Linked DNA regions of Mus musculus: all the other regions are linked to region 1. The links are chromatin contacts, called in public Hi-C and HiChIP or PLAC-seq maps. All regions are on one chromosome and are shown on one strand. Each heading gives the region's core, a stretch centred on a gene start, on an enhancer-like site or on the middle of the called end of the contact. The rest is flanking DNA. Distances are from core to core; before and after follow the strand shown.

What was found. Hi-C and Micro-C count contacts between places; a contact is called where the count stands out from the background. HiChIP or PLAC-seq counts read pairs in DNA pulled down with a chosen protein or histone mark.
Region 2: a contact with region 1 is called in an H3K4me3 HiChIP or PLAC-seq map of bone marrow-derived macrophages, with 4 times the contacts expected there. The contact joins two enhancer-like sites. A contact is called at or near these places in 15 of 484 Hi-C or Micro-C datasets (bone marrow-derived macrophages, cerebellum, cerebral cortex and 8 more), 8 of 115 datasets of contacts at active chromatin or transcription factors (bone marrow-derived dendritic cells, bone marrow-derived macrophages, embryonic forebrain and 2 more) and 3 of 9 other capture datasets (adipose tissue, liver and pancreatic islet).
Region 3: a contact with region 1 is called in an H3K27ac HiChIP or PLAC-seq map of bone marrow-derived dendritic cells, with 4 times the contacts expected there. The contact joins two enhancer-like sites. A contact is called at or near these places in 3 of 484 Hi-C or Micro-C datasets (adipose-derived mesenchymal stem cells, bone marrow-derived macrophages and macrophages) and 1 of 115 datasets of contacts at active chromatin or transcription factors (bone marrow-derived dendritic cells).
Region 4: a Hi-C map of conventional dendritic cells shows a contact between it and region 1, with 6 times the contacts expected there. The contact joins two enhancer-like sites. A contact is called at or near these places in 4 of 484 Hi-C or Micro-C datasets (bone marrow-derived macrophages, conventional dendritic cells, liver and 1 more).

Annotation. Positions count from the first base shown.
Region 1 is chr17:81,534,725-81,537,630 of GRCm38.p6, reverse strand. All of the region lies in intron 2 of Slc8a1 (solute carrier family 8 (sodium/calcium exchanger), member 1), which reads left to right. Among named protein-coding and RNA genes, the nearest start is that of Slc8a1, 200 kb to the left of the region's middle. Within about 2 kb of position 1,305, at least 45 of the 459 cell types and tissues checked have an H3K27ac peak or open chromatin away from gene starts, as enhancers often do. A contact at or near this core is called in bone marrow-derived dendritic cells, bone marrow-derived macrophages, conventional dendritic cells and 2 more, where this site is marked.
Region 2 is chr17:81,663,601-81,666,550 of GRCm38.p6, reverse strand. The region is part of intron 1 of Slc8a1 (solute carrier family 8 (sodium/calcium exchanger), member 1); the gene reads left to right. Among named protein-coding and RNA genes, the nearest start is that of Slc8a1, 73 kb to the left of the region's middle. Within about 2 kb of position 1,435, at least 13 of the 459 cell types and tissues checked have an H3K27ac peak or open chromatin away from gene starts, as enhancers often do. A contact at or near this core is called in bone marrow-derived dendritic cells, bone marrow-derived macrophages and microglia, where this site is marked.
Region 3 is chr17:81,781,205-81,784,057 of GRCm38.p6, reverse strand. No RefSeq gene overlaps it. Among named protein-coding and RNA genes, the nearest start is that of Slc8a1, 44 kb to the right of the region's middle. Within about 2 kb of position 1,542, at least 26 of the 459 cell types and tissues checked have an H3K27ac peak or open chromatin away from gene starts, as enhancers often do. A contact at or near this core is called in bone marrow-derived dendritic cells, where this site is marked.
Region 4 is chr17:81,710,679-81,713,964 of GRCm38.p6, reverse strand. All of the region lies in intron 1 of Slc8a1 (solute carrier family 8 (sodium/calcium exchanger), member 1), which reads left to right. Among named protein-coding and RNA genes, the nearest start is that of Slc8a1, 26 kb to the left of the region's middle. Within about 2 kb of position 1,379, at least 58 of the 459 cell types and tissues checked have an H3K27ac peak or open chromatin away from gene starts, as enhancers often do. A contact at or near this core is called in bone marrow-derived macrophages, conventional dendritic cells and macrophages, where this site is marked.

The DNA.
Region 1 (2,906 bases), core at 56-2,555:
TGGCTAGCCTCTGTAAATAGAAAGACACTGTAGCCCTTTTAGAATATGCATTTACCAATATCTGTGTTCCCATGAAGCTCACACTTAAACCATGCATCTTCCTGTTGGTTTGGGACAGAATCATCCAGCTTGAATATTTCAAAACCAGAACCTATCCTCTGGTGTTGGGGATGAGTCATTAAAGATGCATTTATCCTGATTTTTTTTATCCGCAGATGCTACAATCAGAACACTTGCTGAGAAGTCGTTTTGGGCTTTAGAATTTGTATTCATATATGTTAAATAGCTTGAGAAAATATTTTTTCTAAACTTATATATGATTGGTATTAAGAAGATTAAGTCCTAAGCCGGACGTGGTGGCACATGCCTTTAATCCCAGCACTCAGGAGGCAAAGGCAAGTGGATTTCTGAGTTCGAGGCCAGCCTGGTTTACAGAGTGAGTTCCAGAACAGCCAGGGCTATACAGAAAAACCCTGTCTCGGAAAAAAAAAGAGATTAAGTCCTTAGATATATGAGTAAGAACCTGTTTTACACAAATTAGACACAAAACAATGATTTAATCTCATAATCTCAGGAGATCCAAACACATTGAAAAGTCTATTTTAAATTTCTTTCAGAAAACTACATAGAGATTAAAAAAATAAAACAAAAAACAAAAACTATCCCACTTTGTTCTAAGGTAAAGAGGACAGTCAAGCTACATCTTGATATGCAAAAGAGACCTTGCAAGTTTTTAGGTCTATTTGTTTAGATGTAGAACTCTGCTTCTTAGAGACTAAGAAATGTGATCCAAGCCATCCAGCAAGAAATGATCATTTATTGGAATACAAGTCGCCTTTGTCCAACCTCAGACAGTTATGGATCCTGTGTTCATATGTCATGCTCTGAACATGGGGATCCAGAATTGTGTGGGGAATGCTGTTTGCCGTTCTGGAGTTTGCTCCTGACGTCTGTGTCTGTCAGCATAGTTTCTAGCAGGGACAAGGGGAGTATCAACCCTCAGTTCAGTAAACACTTGAAAAAAAGCTCACTTTTCTTACAACTTTATAATTATAAATCTTATAAAACAGTAGAAGTGACACCAACAGTCCTATGAGAAGCCAAAGAGGAGGGGCAGGGTTCAGTTAAGTGACATCCATCCCCAAATGTGTGGGCGTCAGCCTGGCCTAAAGGGTTTCTAGAGCAATAGAAAACCATGAGTTTCTGTTTTCTCCATTTCTTGTTTTGTCAACTACCTCTGTGATTATGTGACTTGCTTTTGGTTGTCTTGTTCTGTAAAAAAGAGAAGTAAAAGAGTTTAGATTCAGGGAACGCATACCATAAAGGAGAAAGCGAAAGTTTAGGCTTATGCTAATTCAGTTTTACCCACTTCCCTGTGACTCACCAGGCTTCTGCAAACCTTTTGAGCATTCTGTACAGAAGCAGATTTTTGGCCTTCCCTAGTTAATTTTACAGCAAAAGTTTGAATTATATACATTATGGAATAAATTTTATATGCCACATATTATCTGAACATGTGGACAGAAGAAATAATAGGTATTTTAAGTGCACATTAACTACTCCTAGGGTTTCCACTCCTTGGTGTAGAAAATGTGTAATTTAACATCTAGCCAAGAGTCACATAGTTAATGGAGAGTTGAAAGAATCTACCAAGTCATAAATGGATTAAAAGAGAAAAATCTTCTCTAAAGTCTCATGAGGAGGTAGAAGTTGTTTAACTACATGACTTTGATATATCTTAATCCTGATAGGAGATTTTCACAGAAAGACCATTGGGTTTGTGTATAGCCCCTTCTCAGTAAGTACTCCCAAGTCACCTTAGGAGCTGGCCATCAGCCTTTATATATTGCATATCTCTGAACAAGGAGTTGTCCTTGAAAGAATGTGTGACAGACAGTCCTTCTTCTTCAGCCCTTGGCAATTTTTAGTTGAGAACGAAATCACCTTAAGCGTTTTGTTCCCCCTAGAACCATTTAATATTTTATGTCGCCATAGAGGAAGGAGAGATTGTGCTGCTGCTGATCGATCTGATGGATGACTGAGGAGAGTGGATGGAGGTGGATGGAGGTAGATGGAGGCCTGTCCTTTTTTCTTGACAAAACAGAATAAATTGCAAGATTACCTGGCTAAGACTCAGGGATGTACAAGTTCTATAGTACTCAAGTTTTCAAGATGGCTCCCAGGAACTAAGATGGCCCCCTTCTTGCCACCAGCACCTTTGTTTCCTCAGGCTGTTTCACGATCTTCCTTCCACTTCCTGCTCACAGTAGTGAGCTGTTTAAAAAGTTGCAGTAAAACAATTTACCCCCTTAAGACTTAATGAAAGCTACCTCATGGTTTAATGGATTTAGTAAGTACAGAACTGGTGGAGGGGCTAAGACCAAAATGGTTGTATTAGAAGAGGACTATCAAATTATATTTAATTTATAAGATGGTTTTTTTTATCATATTTTCACTATGTGGGACATAATAAAATCTAGTATCAATATTTCATGATTCACCACATTTGTGGTGCTATATTTTATTCTTGTAATCAAAATCATCCAGTGGGTTCTAAGGCTGCCCTTATCATGCATCACACATAGACAGCTTTATGGCACAGTACTAAATAAGTAATTAAAATGTGTATCTCCAGAAAGAATTTCCTCATTTCAATACTATTTATAGAGACAATTTTTTAAAAAATACATGTATCATCTCATAATGACTACAGAGCATTCTAAATCATGACAACTCCATAATGACTTTCGCAACTAGTATTTTCTGTTTAAATGCACTGTCTGTGAAATCATTTTTATCTTCATGGATAACTTGGAGTCATTTTTCTCATACACCATGCTGTGAGTCTAAAGATATGTGAGGACAGCTCTTAATAAATAGTAATATTTTTTCTGCCCACTCCTAGA
Region 2 (2,950 bases), core at 186-2,685, 130 kb before region 1:
GGAAGTAGATGTCAGGTGTTTTCCGACCCGTTGGGATAGACCAGACTCGGGAAATGTGAGCTTTCAGCTTTTGCCTTTGGGATTTTGATTTAAACTTAGGGCTAGTCCAGTGGGGCCTCATTAAATGCAGTAGGATTATTTCTCTCTCAATCTCTCTCTCTCTCTCTCTCTCTCTCTCTCTCTCTCTCTCTCTCTCTCTCTCTCTCCCTCTCTCTCCCTCTCCTCCCTCTCTTTCTCCTTCCTCTGGCAATCCCTCTCTTTCCCCTTCTCTATTCTTCCTCTCTCTTTCCTGCAGCCTCTAGCTTCTCATGTGTACATGTGCATCGTGTTGAAACTTTAAACTAACCATGGAGTAGTAGTGACAGCCCACTGTCTGATGTGGAGACTTCCAGGGTGAGTGCTTACTGTATGCTTTCACGGAAGGAGTTTAGAACACAAGTAGAGAGTGCCTTGATTTCACAGAGCTCACACTGCTCTCTTCCCTGGCAACTCTGTTTGGAATCTGATTGCTTCGCCCTCACATTTACACCTGTCCTTTGGTTTTTGGGTCCTTGGTGCTTCTAGTCCAGAATGCAACAAGAAGGTTCAAATTACAGGCATCCTTACTTCCTGCTCAGTTTTCAAAGAAGGAAGGGAATGTCCTGTCTGACAAGTGAAGCATGGAAACTCTTTTTGTGGCTGAGGGCTAGTGCATCATCTATAATAAGTTGTTTGAGTCTGGTAAAACATTCATGGGTTCAAAGCCTTTATCCACTGGCCAACATAGAATCTGAAACCATTAGTATGAAGGTCACTCATCTGAGTGAAGAATTCTGACCAAATCCCTAACAAAATGCAGAGGTATTGCTCAACAAAGAGGTACTATGTGTGAATCTACACAAACCATTAGTATATGTTAATATGTGAACATATACTATGTGTGAATCTACACAAGCCATTAGTATATGTCAATATGTGAACATATACTATGTGTGAATCTACACAAGCCATTAGTATATGTCAATATGTGAACATATACTGTGTGAATCTACACAAGCCATTAGTATATGTCAATATGTGAACATATACTATGTGTGAATCTACACAAGCCATTAGTATATGTCAATATGTGAACATATACTATGTGTGAATCTACACAAGCCATTAGTATATGTCAATATGTGAACATATACTGTGTGAATCTACACAAGCCATTAGTATATGTCAATATGTGAACATATACTATGTGTGAATCTACACAAGCCATTAGTATATGTCAATATGTGAACATATACTATGTGTGAATCTACACAAGCCATTAGTATATGTCGATTTGTGAATTTGAAAAGCTTTATGCAATCAGCTCTCAAAAAGTCCCGAGGACCTGGGACACAGCAAGACAAAGAGGAAGTGGAAGAGTTAAAACTGTGTTTCTGCCCACTGAATGCCCTCTTGAGACTGTTCTGATAGGGAAGCGTAGGGAGCCAAGGGCCTGGGAGCAGAGCTCTTGAATAAGAGGTCAGTCACCGGAGAGAAACCAGAAGCAGGCAAATGTGGATTCCTATACTAAGGTTTTACCCTGAAGCAACCTTTGGTTCTTTTCTTAAGAAGTTAGCCTTTGTAAGGCTTCTGAGAAATGGGCAAAGTATTTTCTCTAGAGCAGACTGACAGTCTCAAAATCCTGAAGGCGCTGTATTGTAACCTTTCCACCAGTCACCTAGACAACAGTTGCTCGATGCCAATTCAGATAAACAGTTCCCTGCACATTCAAGAGATCTTGGAAAAAATTAATGTCTCTATCAGAGGCTATCTTAAAAGATGGGATAATCACTCTGTAGATTCCATGCCATTGCAAACTAAGTTACAAATAATGTCTTTGCTGAATCTAATGTGAGATCAAGTCAAAACAGCAAGACAACCAGTGAGTGATTCACCACCTTCCACTAATCCAACCATGGTGTCTACTGAGCACTCAGGTTGTGTAAAAGACACATGGAAAGGCAAGCCATTTCACATTTGTTGAACACTTGTCATGTCATTATCTAGACAAGCTGGTATATATGTGTGTATGTGTGTGTGTGTGTGTGTGTGTGTGTGTGTGTGTATGTTTGTGTGCATGCATATGTATATGTATATATATGCACACATGCACACACATATGCATATATATACATATATATACATACATATACCTATTTGATGCTTCTAAGTGTCCAGCAAAGAAGCATAAAAATGCATTTAAAGGTGAAGACTATTGTGCAGTTGAATGACTTAGCTGTGGGTCAATAAAAGACTACAAAAGCCATGTTCTGGATTTAGTTCTTCTTGCCATGATCTCATAGATGAAATACCATGGCTGAGTAAGATAGGATCTGGACTGCAGAGGAAGGAGAAGCTTGGCCTCTGACCTCGTCGAGGAGAGGAAAGGGGATTTGGGGGTCATCACAAAGAGGTAAAGGGGTTTAGAAAACCAATAAGCTGAGTCATTTTGACCAAGTAAAACATGTTCTAAGCATTTTATGGCAAGGACAGCCATAGAACAATGTCATGAATGTCTCCATAGCACTTGATCTGCCCTGCACTCATTCAGGACTGTGTATGTACACTATAGAGTTGGGATCAATAGTAGCTTTCGGCATTTCCCAAATGCATTTTACACTGGAAGGTAAGATTCATCATGAAGTCACTGCAATGGTCAGAGGCAAGGAGAAAGGGTAGGCCACTAGTCAATGCACTTCTTGGTTTACTTTTTACTTGGTTTTAGAGATAAATTCTCACCATGGAGCCCAAGGGACTCCATACCCCTTGAAGTCTCCTACCTGTGCCTCCAGATTCCTGGGATTTTAGGTATGATGCTACACTGGGCATCCCTTGGTACACTTTAGGTAGTTTATTTATCATTGATGGCTCTCATGCATTCTCCTCTGCACACCTCACTAACACACAGGACTTAGGGCCTCTTTCTGGTTGT
Region 3 (2,853 bases), core at 293-2,792, 250 kb before region 1:
TGCACAAGACCTGTAAAAATAAAGTTAGCCATAATCTTGGCAGAGATGGGGTAGATGACTTCCACCACACATCCCTTTGTAAAGAGCTATTAGCAGCTGATTAGTGGAGAAAGAATAATCAAAAAGAAGAAGAAGAAGAAGAAGAAGAAGAAGAAGAAGAAGAAGAAGAAGAAGAAGAAGAAGAAGAAGAAGAAGAAGAAGAAGAAGAAGAAGAAGAAGAGGAAGAAGAAGAGGAAGAAGAATTGAAGTTAGAGTGTTAGAGTGGGGGAAGATGTGCAGATTAAATAGGAGGAGGAGGTGGAGGTGGGGTATATATGACTATATCTAGTTGTATTTCCATGAGAACTTCTCAAGAATAAAGGAGTAAGGTAGAAAGTGACTGAAGTGATGTATCTGAGCAACACAGCCACACATATAAACATGTACACAGACATACCACACATACAATGAAAATAGTAAAGGAGGGCAGATAGAGAAACTCACAAGATAAGATAAAATAGGTACTGTGGAAAATGATAATGTACATAGACTATAGCATGCGCAGACCTAACTGTGACACCTATTTCACACCCTCCACCCAAGGATCAGGGATCTATGTGGAAGAAGATTCAGAAAGATAATAAGTGCCAAAGGCCAGTCATGTCTGGTCTTAAAGAAATCATTTTTGTTTTGATTTATTGTTTTCTGGACACAACAGAACACATATGAGTTCACTGTAGTCATAAGACCTGTGCAAGTTCAAGACACACAGAATCCCAGCATGGGGCTTTTAGAGAGGAACAATGAACTACTGGTAACTGATAACTGTTGGGAGAGAATTTTAAAAATGCACCTGTGGAAGGAAGAATAAAAAACAGATATGAAGTTGTAAGAGAGACACAATGAAAGTAGATATGAGGAGGAGTTGGGAGGGGGATATGGGTATATATAATTGCATCTAATTGTATGCTTGAATGATTCTCAAGAATAAAGAAAAAAGGTTGAAAGTGGCTGAATAAAACAGCCAGTGACACTCTTACCTACACTCACACACAAACACACACACATGCATGCGTGCAGACACCACACACACAGAGACACGAATATGTACACAGATACACACACACACACACACACACACACACACACACACACACATATATATATATATATATATATATATGTATATATATGTATGTATGTATATATATATATATATATATATATATATATATATATCCACACACATGAATATCTACACAGACAAACCACATACATACACACACATGTACACAGACATGTAAATACACACACACACACACACACACACACACATACTTATACAGACATTCCACATATAATAATATCAAAGGAATAAAGGAAAGTAGGTTGAAAAGCATAGAAGATGTGATAAGATGGAGCATATGGAAACAGAAACGGTTAAGGAAACAGAGAAAGAGCAGAGCAGCCACAGTAACTGAGACACAGTAACAAGGATGAACACTGGTTTCTTCCCTGCACTGTGTGACTTGGACCTAGGGCCAGCTCTTGAGTCATCGTTCCTTCTGTTCACTTACCACAGGAAGGATGTGGCATGACGTAGCAGAATAATATGGCATGGTTATGAATACAGTCACCATCCAAAGGAACAGGAGACACAATCCAGGAGCTATTGATAATACGCCCAGAAGTATATACACTAATCTGTGGTCATTGATGTAGTCTTTCATACTTAGATGACCCAAGACAGTTGATGTTACAAGTAAACATATGTCAGCTGACGACCCATTAGATCCACCTTGAGAACTTTTATAGAAACCATAGGACTTTGCTCATTAGAGTCAGACTTATTCGATCTAAAATGGGAAATCAGAAGTCAGAAATGCACTTTTCACTAACCCCTAAATGACTAGAATGTGACTTGGTGTTGTAACTTCCTTAACAAGAGCATCTCACGCCTTGTGCCAGCAACCTTCCAGGCAGTTTAAGTCAGTGTGGCCTGATGCCTGGCATCCTACCTGCTACATGCACTTCTCAGAGAACATCATGGAATCTCTCCCTCACCACTGACATGGGGGTGTTTTTACTGAACAAAATCATCTTTATGAGTACGGGAACAAGATACAAGCTTCCCTGTTCATCTCATACTGCTGTGAGAAACCCCTTGCAATTCTGGAAATGCTGCTTTTGGAGAGGGAAAGAGATTTTCTAAGTCCTTCCACCCTACTTGTTAGACTGCAGTATCCCTAGTTGCCTATCAAAGCTTCCAGCGCGCTCCTGCTTCTTTAATCAAACCACCTTACAGAGTTCTTAAGTGAGTGACAGAGATTCCCAAAGACACGTTCAGGCACTCCTGATAGTAGTCCCAGAATAGAGATGTTGGGAATGAAGTAGTGGAAAGAATTCTGGAGCTCCATTTAGAAACTCAAAGCTTGGAACGTTTCCAAATGGTCTGACCTTGAGAAGGTCGTGTGACTCATGAGTGCCTGCATCTCTACCAAGGTGGGCATATTTAACCTTAGCCATACTTATCAGGGGTAGTGAACATAAGTAGTCACAGTTAGACATTTTACACTTTCAGAGTTTCAACACACATGGATAATTTTGTACTCTTTATTTTTCATATTCCTTTCCTTGAATACCTGATTCTTCAAGAACGAACCCCCAGACCCAGCTCTCTGGGGGCAGAAGAGTTTATGTGGACATTCAAGGAGCCCCAGCATAAGCAGGCTGCTTAGAACATGTAGCTGGAGATAAAGGGAGTGGCACCGACACAGAGAGGAATGAGACAACAGGCAAAACAGATCATGTATGCAAATGTATAGACCCATTGTACTTCCCAGAATACTTCTGCAGGTGGTTAAGAATATGTTT
Region 4 (3,286 bases), core at 130-2,629, 180 kb before region 1:
TGGGAAGAGATGGATATTTGTTCTTTGGACTTTGTGCTTCTCCCTGCCCAGTACTCTCCAAACAAAGTGTCCTCAGTCCAAAAGTAAACCCAACATATTATCTATTCTTGCAGGCCCACCATCTTCAATAGCTCTGTAGGCACCCACTGGAGACAGATGGATCAGTTGCAAATCATTTTATATCTTTCTTGATTCCCAGATTCCCAACCATTCAGTATGCCACAGTATTGGTACTCAGGTGTAAGAAATAGAAGCTGCTCTGGTATCTTCAGAGGCTGATGTTAGAAAAGGGAGGAAAAAACCTTTATGTTGGTGATAAGGCATAGACAGAATCCTGGGAAGAGAACAGTCCTGTGCTTCTGCAGTGCTCTTGGAGGACTCAGTTTCCCATTCTCTACCTACTCTATGTGGCGTGCTCACTTTAAAGCAGAGGCATTTACTGTTTTGATTTACAAGGCTCATGCCATCTCTTCAGGTACAGAACACCTGAGGTGGCTTATTTCCTGGTTGTATAGACAGGGAACATGGACAGAGAGGAAACACTGCAATCATGATTCTCTTATAGATTACCGACAATGTGTCAACTTGCACAGGCTTGATCAGTTCTCTGAGTCCAAATTTCCTGTCCATGGCAAACTGACTCCATTACCTTCCAGAGGCCCATGCAACACTTGCCTGAGATAATGCCTACTCTATAACCAGTGCTCTTTCTCTCAGTCCACAAACAGCAGTTAGTATCATAGCATATTAGTGTAACCACAATAATTACTTTGTGTGATTGGCTTCCAAACCCAATATATTATCCTTCCTGGCAGGCTCATCATCTTTAATAGCTATGTAGAAACCCACAAAAGGCAGACAGATCAGTCCCAAAGCATTTTATAACTTTCTTGACTCTTACTAAAATATCACCATGAGTAGATATCTGGTGACTTAAAACTCCTACAACGCAAGCATGATTTGAAGAAATCTGACAATAAAATTAATAATAATAATAATAATAATAATAATAATAATAATAATTAGTTTGGTGGTACAAGGAAAGACCTCGGGTGAACCTTCAACAAGAGATATTTTAGGGTAGGACATACCAAATTATGAATTAGATTATTAGCTCAAAGCAACTCAGCTTTTTTCTTCTTCTTTTCCTCTCTCACCTGTTTTTGTTATATTACTTTAGAACATAAATGCAGATACAGATACACACACACACACACACACACACACACACACACACACACACACACACAGAGGCTGTTTTTAAGCAAAAGTGCTTTGTCATATGTGACTTCCCTTTTGTCTGTTAAAAGGGAACAGGCTCATTCCACTTGTCGGAAAAACAACCACAAATAGTGATCTTGGGAACCAGCCTTGCAGTCTCCTTTCCAGAACATCTGTTTTCACACCAATGAAATCAGAGGCTGAGACTCAGTCCTGAGATAGTATTAAGGGACTTGAATGTCCAAAACTCCACCCCATGGCACTTCCTTAGGATTTTACCCTCCCTCCCACCTTCCCTCCCCAGCTCTTGCAGCATATTGGTGGGAGGTGGATTATGAACTAAAAAGGCTTCTCTTTCTTTCATTTTGCCCACTAAAGGTGTCCCCCTTGTGGTAGCCAGGAAGGCTGGACAGACACTCTATCATATTGCAGGTCACACACCAATAACAAAGACCTTCAGCTTCCTGGTTTTTCCACCCTTTAACTGCTGTTGTTTCTAAAAGAAGTACTTTTATGTGAATGCTCATTCCTTTCTAAAAGTTAATGCTAAACTTAGCAGGAGATATGCAGTCAGCTGCCCTTAAACCTTTTAACCTCACTTGTCATTATTTTCTAAACTCTCTTTCCCTGGGACTAGCTGAATCTTTTTTTTTCCATAAAGGCCTATAGGAGATTAAGATGGTGTTATCTCTCCATTAACAATTTACTTATTGGACCTTGAAAAGGTGCTTGGGCATGAGCTAAGCTCTGGACAGCAGTGGGAAAACTGGTCTAGATCAGCAGATACTCCAAAAGGCTTCTTTCCTTGGTCGCCTCTCCCTGGAGTCCTAATAGACATCGCAGTAGTGAGAGTTGGGGGGTTTATTTACTTTTAAAGAAGCACCTGCAGATAGCTGCTGGTTCCCCTCTTTTGAGTCAAAACTAACCTGTTTCCTTCTGCTGTGTCTAAATTCCCACTTTTCTTCTCCAAAGCTATGGGAAAGTTAAGCTTCACAAAGCAGTCTGAAGGAAGCATTTTTTAAAAGGCAGCTCAGCATGGAGACAGATTGTTATAGAACAAAGTGAACTAGACTCAACTTAAGTGGAGAGCTGGAGAGAGGGGTAGGTTTTCTTCTGCTGTTCTCTATAAACAGTACAATGTCAAGGATACCTTGGGACAAACATGTGTAACCATCTACAATGTTTTAGTTCTCAGATATGAAAGGGTAAGTTCCAAGTGATAAGAAATGAATCTCTAATAGGATGGTGTCCAGAAAAGCCTTAATAAATGTTTGTTTATGTCATAGGTCATGAAACACTTGATAGCCCACAATGTTTCCTATGCAAAATGCATCTTAATTATATTATAGAAAAAACAGTGTAGATATTTAATAATACTAGGTCAAGTTGTAACAACTTCTTAATAAGGATTCACGCAACTGCTATTGAATTGGGTATGTTATATAAAATATATGAGAAGATATTAACACAGGATCTCATTTATGAGTCTTTGGGACATATTTTCCTGGCTCTTATCTATTTTAGATATTTTTCCCTACTCACCGATGCTAGCCTGAGTATCTATTGAAAATGGAACAATTTCAAGAACCAAACATATAGCAGTATACATATAAAGACATTGTGGAATTTGAGAATAATTTGTTAGAAAAGGAAATACATCTCACGGCAGAACAGTGTTTCACATGATCTGACTTAGCACGCGTGCAGATCTAAGGTCAGGTAGAAGAGGCTGATACTCAGACAGAAACCGGGACCACTAACACTTTTTCACAGTGAATGTATTGCCATCAAAAATTATTTTAATTTATCGATCACTTAGCATAAGCCTTTAATGAAACTAATTATTAGCATCAGCATTTCATCATGGAGATGGTCTAGGCAAGTGTGGAGAGCATGCTTAGATCAATACAGAGCAATGGTTAATGGGCTCATCGTCATTGATTTTTTTTGAAGGGAAATGAAATGATAAAATATAAGTGTGCCTCTGAATATTATTGGGCTATTCTTTTTTTCCTGTGCCATTGGGTACAATCTAATAAAGAACAGTCTTGATTTTTATCATCCC